Linked DNA regions of Gossypium hirsutum: region 1 is linked to region 2. A link is a contact called in public Hi-C data. All regions are on one chromosome and are shown on one strand. Each heading gives the region's core, a stretch centred on a gene start, on an enhancer-like site or on the middle of the called end of the contact. The rest is flanking DNA. Distances are from core to core; before and after follow the strand shown. Region 1 holds the start of LOC107886879 (transmembrane protein 53). Region 2 holds the start of LOC107886889 (lysine-specific demethylase JMJ25).

Region 1 (5,634 bases), core at 359-2,858, 260 kb after region 2:
TTATAGTTTCACCAATTTAAAATAAATAAAAGAAAAAAAAAGTTCTCTTTTTGAGTAAGAGATATTTTAACCTTAAGTAACAATTAAGACGTAGACATGACCCAAGTAATTGATTAAGAAATGTGATTTTTTTTAAAATTTAATATAAGAGAGATACAAATTTGAAATTTTAAATTTTCACTAGAAACGTATTTACTTTGTCAATAAAAAAGGTAAACAAAAATTCTTATAAACCAATTGAATAAGACTCTAACCGCATTAAAGATATATAAAAATTAGATTTTAAATGATTTATCCTCTTCATTTCGAAATTTACTCTCATATTAAATATCATAATTATTTATCTTAACAAAGTTGTTCGATAATAGTTTCCAATGCATCAATGGTGGTCACTTGATAATTCTCTTATATAAGAGTAACATCAGGGTTGATGGAATGGAGACCTTGATTGCTGAAATAGAAAAATTAACTTCTATAAGTTATTCTAGTGATACCATACATTTAGTGAAGTGGAAATAACTCAAAACCCTTAGAAAAAAAATGTGGACTCCAAATTATATACGTATTGGAATAAAAGAGAGATAGGAAAGGACAAATGTTAACAATGAAAGGGTATGGGCATATGCCATCCATCATCTTTTGGAATATTATTATCCTCCAAACTACATGGATTGTTTAATATTGCACTTCCAATTTTCTTTTTTCTTTCGGATGTACAGGAATTTAATTTATTATTAAAAAATTTGTTTTTATACTTTATATTTTTTATAAATACTTTTAATTAAAAAAGTAATATTAAATATGAATTAAAGCTAAATCAATTTAAAACTCATTAAGAAATTTATTTAAAGTTTCGTCTCATCTTTTAATAAAATGTGTTTTTTTAATGCAAAATATTGTTCAGTTTTCATTTAGACAGAATTTAGGGATAGCCAATGCCGTTTTGAAGGATATACCGTCCAGAATTGTTGAAAGAAATAAAAAAGAAAGAAGAAAGCTGAAAGTTTGTATACTCATAGACGTTTATCAACCGTTGATTTTTTATTTTATTCTTAATTTTTAAATAAATTTAAAAATTTAAGGTTTCTGAGAATTTAAGGTTTCAGAAATTTTTTAAAATAGTAAATTAATTTTTTAAATATTTTAGCTTTAAAATTATTATTATTATAATAATAAAATGGTTCACATTTGTTCGTATAAAAAAATAATTTTGTATCAACAATTCAAAAGAGTAAGTGCGTAAAATTTTGTATTGACATTTCAAAATTCAAAATTTAAGTTCAGGTATTAATGTCTTTTTCTATTAAAATTGTAATGACTTTAAAATTATTATTGCAATATATAATTACTTCATTCGATCTATTTTACTAGGTCATTCTTTTGGATCAAAGAACAATTTTTTTATACGAACTTATAGTGTCACTAAATTACATTAAAAATTTTATCATCACGTTAAATAAATTCGCTTATTCTTTTATTATCGATTATACAAAATAGGGTTGAATTACATTTTATCATATTTTACTGATAACACTTCAAAACCCTACTAGCAACTCTAAACATGTTTAGAGTAATCGACACCTCTCTCTCTTTTATATGAACTCCCTCTATCGCTAAATATAGATATATAAACCTCCTCCTTTTCTGCTTTGGGTTTTTTTTCTGCTTCTTTTTTTATTAGAAAATAATCAATAGCGATATTGTTGCTTACAGAAAACTATTAGCGTGCAATACAGGCAATTCTAAGAGACTAACACAACCCAAAAGATATATATATATACACATACGCTTGTGTATATATATAAGATATAAAGAGGTAGAAAAGAACCAAGGAAAGCAAGAAGAAATATATTTGCAGGCAAGGAGAAGAGAGGCAGGGCGCATTATTTACTGTCACGAAAAAGCGAAACCCACACTTCAGCATTCTTTCTTTTTCATTATCAATCAAACAAAAAGGACAAAAAAAGAGAGACCCAATCCGCTTTTACATTCATCTTCAGTTGAGTTCATTCAGCAAGGTGACTTTTATTTATTTATTAATTTATTAATGGTTCAAAATTCTTTGGTCTTATTATTTTAATGAGATTTCTTGATTCTTCGTTTTTCTGAATTGGGTTTTCGTTTTGCCATCCGCCGTTTGGATTCCATTAACTTCATATTTAATTATTTCAGTGATTTCGTTTCGTTTTATCAAAATTTATTCTCAGGAAAAAAAAAAAAAACACCATTCAAAAATTGACCCGCCATACGGTTTTCGAGTTTCTTGGTTAACCGTGTTATTCCACTAGAGCCGTGATCGAGTTGACTCATTTCCTATCCCTCTACACGGCAGAGTCTTCCTTTCGAGAAACCCCTATCCTATTGGAATTTGGAAATTGGGTCATGGTCTAAACTACCCCCACGGGCTCCTAAATCGTCGGACTCATTGGTCAGCTCTTCATCAATCTTTGTCATGTTCTTTAAGCATGAAGACTTAGACAAGGAAACCGTGTCCTTTATTTGTTTATTAGATACTATTTTAAAAACTGACCAAGCACGCGCTATTTCTTGTTTAATTTTCCCCATTATGTTTTAATCTAATCTATAGTTCATGGTCGGTGGGCGCTGTGTTGTCTATACAACAACTTGCCAGGCTGTCAATATCTATCTTTTGACAACCCCATTTTCGGTTACCTTTCCTTTCATTTAATAAGACCAGTAATTATATAATAAAAGCTTTGACTATAGAACATGTCAACCTTGGCTTGCTTATTGTATTAACACATTCTTGCTTGCTTTTCTCGTGTTTTATTCCATCTGTTGGGTCATAATTTGATCCTCTTATCCTTTTTGCAGGTGACCCTCGTTAAATTGAGACTTTTGCACTGATTTGTAATGTTTATTTGGGATTTGTTCATATTGGTTCAATATGGGATCCATGTCTGGAGTCATTCAACGTCCTTTAATGGCAGCTGCTGCTGTTGCAATGGCGTCTGTTTCTGTTGATTTTCCTGCTAAACTCCCATCTCCTACATCGGATACTGAAACTTCCATGTCCAATTCCTTACCGGAGTCCAATTCATCATTGGTTGCTCTTATATCAGCTTCCAAGCTTGCCAACTTGTCTTTTGTTACTAGGATTCGAGTACCGTTACCTACTTTTAACTTTCCGGTTCCGAATTCAGGCCGGAATTTCGTTCCGAACATGCTATGTTCTTCTATTGCTTCGTCTCCTCTGTTGGTTAATTTATATCAGTCAGCTGAGTTAGCTAAAGGATCTAAGCCAGCTGCATTTCCGGAGAGTGTTCCTGCCACAGTGCCTGATGCTTTGTACAGATGGCATTTGCCTGAGCCGACTGCGTTCGATATTTCTGGGACTTCAGATTGTTCATCGGTGAAGTCTCGTACGGTTGTCGTGTTGTTAGGGTGGTTAGGATCCAAGCAGAAACATCTCCAGAGATATGCAGAGTGGTATACTTCAAGGGGATACCATGTCATTACTTTCACACTTCCGATGGTTGACATTCTCAGTTACCAAGCCGGTGGGAAAGCCGAGCAAAACGTAGACATGCTTGTGAATCACTTGGCTGATTGGTTAGAAGAGGAGCATGGAAAAAACCTGGTTTTCCACACTTTTAGCAATACTGGATGGTTAATGTAAGTTATCTCCACAAGTACATTTGTACATACATGCATGAAGAACAACATTTCTATTGTTTATATTAGTTATCTGAAGTGATTTTTGTGTCGGGTTTCATCTTGTTGCAGGTACGGAGCTATTCTTGAGAAGTTTCAGAAAGAAGATCCTTCTTTAACGGAAAGGATCAAAGGTTGCATTGTGGATTCAGCCCCTGTTGCGGCCCCTGACCCTCAGGTAAATGATGCTTAAAGCATGTGTTTCAGTTCAGTACAAAGGCAATGCTTAATAAATCATTTTCATATTATTATTTTCAGGTCTGGGCTTCGGGTTTCTCTGCCGCTTTTCTGAAGAAACGTAGTTTTGCAACAAAAGGATCTGCGAACTCAAGTGAATCGGATATGGAGGCATCAACTGGCAAAAGTGAAGCCTCAAAACCCAAGCCTGCAGTAACTGAAGCTGCTATGCTACTAGTCCTGGAGAAGTTCTTTGAGGTGGTTTTGAATCTTCCTAGTATTAACAGGTAATAATCCCCTTGAAACCGGTAAATAAGTTCACGATTTTTTACTTCTCTGATCTACTTCCCAATGTTTGAGTCATTGAAAAGCTTACTTTGCAACTAAGAATCATTTGCAGTGCACAACTTTTTGAATATTTTTATGCATGATATATTTCTCTCTTTGCTTTAATGCATTCTCCAATGTGATTTATGATTGCCTCCAGAAGTCATCCCGATGTTCATTAAAATTGACAAAACTTGATATCTTATCATCTTGCAGGAGGCTTTCTGATGTTATGGGTTTGCTGTCATACAAACAACCTACCTGTCCACAGTTATATATTTACAGCTCTGCAGATGGAGTCATCCCTGCGCATTCCGTGGAATCCTTCATAGAGAAGCAAAAGAGATTGGGGCGCGAAGTTCGGGCGTGCAACTTCGTCTCCTCACCACATGTTGATCATTTTAGGAATGACCCAAATCTGTATACGAGTCAGCTCAGCCAGTTTTTGGAGGACTGTGTGCATACTTGTTGCGGACATTCTTAAGTACATTGAAGCACTGCCATAACCAAGTTCTTTTATTTTTTATTTTTAAAAGGAAAATCCTATAGTTTATACACTCACAAAGCCAGTACTCGAATAGAGATCGGTGAAGAACTGATAACATTCAACATGTTTGAAGTTAAAATCTCGAGTTCTGTAATCTCAAACTTGTATTTACATATGGCAAATTCATTCTTAAAGTTATTTCATGGTCGATAAAGAACATAGTTATTTCATTCTTAATGTTTTCACTCTGGTTCACTCCCTTTATTTTCTCAACTGGAACCACAACCTTGTAATGGACTCTCACATATTCTCCATTCGCACAAGGGATTTCGATTTATCTATCACTGCAAAAGGCAACCTTTTCAGATGAGATGAAAAGTAAAACTGCAATAGGGCCTGTTGTTGTTGATAAATAACATTGGCAAGCCTTCAAAAACTTCTCTCCTTCTCTGAAACTAAACAATTGCTTGAAAATCTTCTCCAACCCTCCTACTAGAAAAACCCTTGCCCCTAAACTCAACTTTCCCTTCACTGTTTCACTGATCTTTGGCCCCAATCTCACTGCACTTTCAAAAAAGTAAACTTTAGTTTTCATTTCACTTTAATCTTAAGAGACATTTATATAGCTGATAGCATGAGAGTGTTTCATACCATGCTCTCCGACTACATGACCGAATGTCTCAGCTTTCTTCCCTCGCAAGTTCATCCTTTTAAGTACAAAGTTTCCTTTGCCTGCTATTACATTGCCTGCAATTACAAACAGTTTCCCTTTAGAAAAAGAGAACATCCCATATCTACCATTAGTAAAGATTGAAAGGGAGACCTACTTTTGGTAGACCCTTGTGTATCGGCCAGCGGCATCAGGTAAGTATTGCCTTGATGTTCTTCTCTTAACTCCAGATGTTGTTGCTTTGATTGGAACTCCAATAAGTTGTTCAAGTAGCTTATTCTTAATTTTTGTTGGTTGA
Region 2 (5,078 bases), core at 1,395-3,894:
TGTTGCTTTCATTGCTGGACTCACTGCTCCTCCAGGACGGCGTATGGGTCATGCTGGAGGTAATACATTGCTTCCATCTTCTATTTTTAGGTTATGATTTGGCTACAAGTAATTTTTCTCTTGTATGCACTCTTGCATAGGTAAAGCATGTTAATAACAAAACCCTCATTATTCACGACAAAAGCAAAAAGTTCAACCTAAAATAGTTAAGATATCATGTTTTGGCTGAAAGGTAAATTGTTATGTTTGGTCTTAATGTGAGCATGTATAGAAAGGGTAGACAATTAAAATAAGCTATTGCGGGACAAGGTCATAACAATTTAGTTTTGAGTTTTATCGATGCCATTGTATATCTGTATTCTGGTGCTTTTTACCATGTCTGATAGTTTCTTTTCGTGTTGATACCCTTCTTCTAAGGGCAATATTCCATGTTTTATTATTATACAGTTTCTTAAAACTCCATGTTTTGCCTACAAACAGCTATAGTATCAGGAGGCAAGGGCACGGCACAGGACAAAATAAAGACTCTAAGAGAAGCTGGAGTGACAGTTGTTGAATCACCTGCCAAGATTGGTGTTGCAATGCATGAGGTTTTCAAGCAAAGAGGTCTCCTTAATTAGTGTATGTGTGATTTTCCCTAGAAAAAAAAAGAAGCGAAACAACATTTCCTGGATTAGTTTCAGGTGACACACTTGTTTGAAATGCTTTCATTGTTTTTGTTAAAAATCAATTTTATACTGAAATGAGGGAAAAACCCAACCAAAGAAAAGCAACAGTTTGATGGTTGGGTCGATGCAAAATTAATAAACCTGAGAAGGTTGAGACTTTTGATGAAGAGAGAAAGTTCATTTTCAGCCATTTATTACTCTTCTTTGTTATGAATTGAGAGAGTGGGGGTGTCTATGCTGCATGCATGCCCATGCTGTTGTTGTCAGTTGTGGGCGTGAATTGCAACGGGGCTGAGGTGATGAACCCATGCCCATTTGCCAATCACATTGAGCACACACTAGTCTCGATACCAGAAAATTGCTTTTCTGGAAAGAGAAAACTCGATGTCTCAGCTTTGTGTTACTGTTTTGAATGAAATAAACTTCTGATTGATTACTTTTAGTAAATTTAGTTTTGGGTTTTTTTTTTTATTAAAACATATCAGTATGTTACATTGTACTAAATTTGAGAAAAAAATAGTTTTGGGTGTTTTTATAAGAGGGGTATGTGTGAGAGTGGTGAGTTTGAAATTGTATTTGTTGAGTGTTTGTTTCTTTATCTCCCCTTCGGTGTGGCTCATTTATATATATATATAAATTATGGTCCACTATGTGACATGTTAGGGGTAATTAGGTGCTATGCGTGATACGTTATCCCCTTAGGGGTTGTACGTGTCTTAGATACCTCCCAAAGGATATGAACGAGCAGGGTAAAATCATACAATTGGCGAGCATACATACCAGGCGTTCTGTTGGGGAGCTAGCCAGGGAAGACCCTGGTTAGTTGGACCATGTCTTGCCAACTAGGATGAGGGGCTCAATATTATTTGTATAACGGTAATGTATAAAAAGAATTGAATGTTTGTAATTTAAATATGAAATTTCAAAAAAGATCGATACATGAGACGAAAGACTATTAAAACGCAAGATATATTTAGATATCTTGACGCTTCCTTACCTAATCATACACAAGCTTCAAAATTATTTTTACAGATAGTTATGTATTGAAAAAGACTTCCTAGCACTAAAATGTTTTTCAAAATTGATTGAACGTTTCAGTTCAGATGTATCTTAAAAGATTCTTTTCAAGAATTTATTTTCGATCCAAATAATTGTTGAAGTTATGCCCATTTGATTGATTAAAAATGGTAAGAGATTTTTACCATCTTATTTGACTCTCATGATTAAAAATATAGTAATTTTAAAAGGTAACTTGATGATGATTATATTAAAGGGGTATATATCAATTAAATGTGATTGGATATATTGATATAACAATAAAATGTGTTAGTTGCTAGTTAATTATTTAGTTTAATTATGACTCGTTTGGTTATTAGTATAATAATAAAAGTGAAATTAAATTTTTTTTAAGAGTCGGAATTAAATTGTATATTTTTACGATAATAAAATACAAAATTACCATTTTAATAGCTTATATCTTTATAATTTTTAAAATATTAAATTAAAATTTTATTATTTTTTGGGTCAAAGTATAATTTTACTATAACTAATTCAAAATTTTATAAATTATAAAGGGTCAAAAGGAAAAAATTTCCATTTTAGGGGATTGGAGCCCCTACTAGCCCCATATATAATTATGTATGTATTACAATAGTTGGATATAAAATAAAGAATAATTAATATAATTTAAACTTAAAATTAAAAAAATAAAATCTCTTTAAAATAAACAATATTTTTACTAAAAATATATCATGTGAATAATAAAATAATATCAAATAAATTAAATTATTACTAACTCTTATACTAACCCTATATAAAAAAAGCATAAATTAATTATTTAATTCATTACTGAATAAATTAAAACTGTTATATTATGTAACAAAAAACCCTAACATGTTAGAAGGTTATTCGGTGGTACTTGAAGGGAAAGAAAAATTTTAGATTAATATACCCGAGACAGTACTGCAACTTACATAAACTCTCAGAAACTAAAATATACCTATAATAAATAAAATATCAATAATGTTTCTCCATAGATTAATCTTTCGATTTAAAGAGGAGAGTCATATATTCTACAATTTCAAGCAACTTCCTTTCCTATTTATAAGAAAAAACATATAATAAAGTAAATAATTTGGTTTTATAATTTCAAGACCACTTTGTTTGTGAATGGCACATTTAAAAGGCTGAATTCAGACAGCACCTAGATTCTGCGAGGGAGTGTCGGAAAACCAGAGCGGGTGGTTATGGGAAGTCAAGAAAACAGCGGTTTTGCGGAGCTTCAAGTCGAAGAAAGAAATGGGGAGGAAAACAGTGACATGGTCAGAGATAAAGCAAGGGAAATAGAAGGAAAAGAGGAGGGAATCGAAGGGAAAGAGATCAAAAGTGGGGGTTCGGAAGGGAATACTCTGAAGAAACCTAATAAAAGAGGTACAAAAGAAGAAGTGACAGTTCCTTCGAAAAGAGGCAAAAAGGAGGAGAGAGGGGAGGAGGGAAAATGTTTGGATTTCGTGGAAGATAGTGGGGAGAACGTGGATGAAAATGGGGTTCAAGTCAAAGGAAATAACACTTTGATTTCAGTTGAGAATCTAGAGGTAGCAAACGGGGAAGGTAAAGCTACCATGAAAGAGGACGTTGATATGGATTCTGCTGGCTCAAAGCGGAGATTGAGAACAATTGTTAAGAAAGTAAGTTATGCCGAAGTTCAAGAAAATGAAGATGATGAGTTTGTGCCAAAGAAGCGTGGACGGGGCAGGCCGAAGAAGGAAGTAGTAGTGAAATCTGAAGGTCAAGAAGATGGTCTTATTAGTGAGAATTGTGATAATACGGTGCATGCAAAGAAACGAGGAAGGGGTAGGCCAAGGAAACAAGTTACTGAAAGTGTAGCCATTGAAGGGAAAGATACAGATAAGAGTCGAAGAAGGGCGAAAAATGGGTCTTTGGGAATGAATGAGTCAGAAAATTTGGTTAAGCCCTTAAGGGTTCCCGGGGAAGAAGAAGAGCCTGTACCTGGTTCAAAGCGAAGGAGGGATGTTAAGGTAAAAGTTTTTGCTTTTTAATTCCTGCATTATTCTTATAATGTGTCTTTTCTTTCATTTTCGGTTTCATGTTGCTGGTGCTTCTTGTTTTTGCTTTTTCTACAGTGGATTACCATTGCCAAAGAAGATAGATTAACGTGCCATCAGTGCAAGAGGAATGATAAAGGCAGGGTTGTGAGATGCAAGCTTTGCAATAGTAAACGATATTGCATCCCTTGCATAAAAAATTGGTACTTCTTTCACTTGATTCTTTTATGGAAATGGGTTTCTATCTAAATGTATGTGCATTGCATGCGATTGCTAATTTCTCATGAACTTTGCTGCTTTTCTCTCTGGTTATAGTCAATCTTAATCATAAGTGAGTATGTTACTATGTTGTTCTTTTTCCCCTTTTAGCTGGTTAAGTATTTTGTCTTTCTGGGACTAGGTATCCCAAGATGTCTGAGGATGAAATTGCTGATGCCTGCCCTGTTTGCCGAGAGAATTGCAATTGCAAAGCATGCTTACGGACGACTGGCCTACTCAAAGTTAGTTCTGAAATTCATAGTTTTACTGCTCACTTTGTTGCATATATGATGTCATGATTGATTTATGATATTGTATAATTGATGACTTGTAGAAATTGGAAGAGACACTTAATCCGAAGTTCAGTGGTTGTGAAGAAGTTCAGCATACCAGATACGTGCTTCAGACACTTCTTCCATACATTAAACAATTTAGTGAAGAGCAAATAAAAGAGAAGGTCATTGAGGCAAAAATTAATGGTATGTATATCTTTATTTGGACATGTTCTTGTGTGAATTTAGTTTTGTTCTCTACAGAGATTAACGGGGGTCTAATTTGGCGCGATTACAATCAAATAGTTGATGTTGAAATTAATTTTTAAAAATAATCTGTAGAATCTGTTAGGAGAATGATTCTATAAATAATGTTGAAATCCTATAAATAATGTTGAAACTCTGTTTATCTTGTTGATGTGGATAGTAAAGATTGTTCTTTGTCTTGCTTGGAGATTACTGGCTATGCTTTTATAGGAAAGAACGTTGAAAAAGAAATTCCAGATACTATGCTGGCAGAATTTGTTATTATGATGACAAACATTTTGTATTGCAATCTTGTTGGCATAAGAAGTCAACTATGACTGTTCTTGATTTCAAGGGGTCTGCCAGCGTGGTATCTTCACACTCTTTTGTCTATAGTTACCTAGTGCGTCATATGAAAGTTTTTCTCATTACAATATCAATTCACCATATTTTCTCTAGTATGCTGGTTGGTTTATTAAGAATCATTTATGCTGCCTTCATTTCTCCAAAATGTGATTTTTTGGGCCCTTCAATATCTGGAAGACTGGAATTGAACCAATGACAGACCT

What was found. A called contact is a pair of places that touch in the nucleus more often than the background predicts.
Region 1: a contact with region 2 is called in a Hi-C map of leaf, with 1.6 times the contacts expected there. The contact joins the promoter of LOC107886879 here to the promoter of LOC107886889 in region 2. A contact is called at or near these places in 3 of 34 Hi-C or Micro-C datasets (all in leaf).

The regions. Positions count from the first base shown.
Region 1 is chrA03:107,809,734-107,815,367 of Gossypium_hirsutum_v2.1, forward strand. It overlaps LOC107886879 (transmembrane protein 53), which reads left to right and starts at 1,609. Exons shown (of 5, transcript XM_016810974.2): 1 at 1,609-2,018; 2 at 2,836-3,636; 3 at 3,748-3,853; 4 at 3,934-4,139; 5 at 4,396-4,896. The coding sequence starts at 2,909. The coding sequence ends at 4,663. It overlaps LOC107886880 (putative GEM-like protein 8), which reads right to left. Exons shown (of 3, transcript XM_016810975.2): 1 at 5,494-5,634; 2 at 5,318-5,413; 3 at 5,001-5,227. The coding sequence starts at 5,527. The coding sequence ends at 5,001.
Region 2 is chrA03:107,544,809-107,549,886 of Gossypium_hirsutum_v2.1, forward strand. It overlaps LOC107886889 (lysine-specific demethylase JMJ25), which reads left to right and starts at 2,645. Exons shown (of 13, transcript XM_016810988.2): 1 at 2,645-3,706; 2 at 3,812-3,936; 3 at 4,134-4,233; 4 at 4,326-4,470. The coding sequence starts at 2,915. LOC107886890 (succinate--CoA ligase [ADP-forming] subunit alpha-2, mitochondrial) reads left to right here. Exons shown (of 7, transcript XM_016810989.2): 6 at 1-59; 7 at 481-835. The coding sequence ends at 620.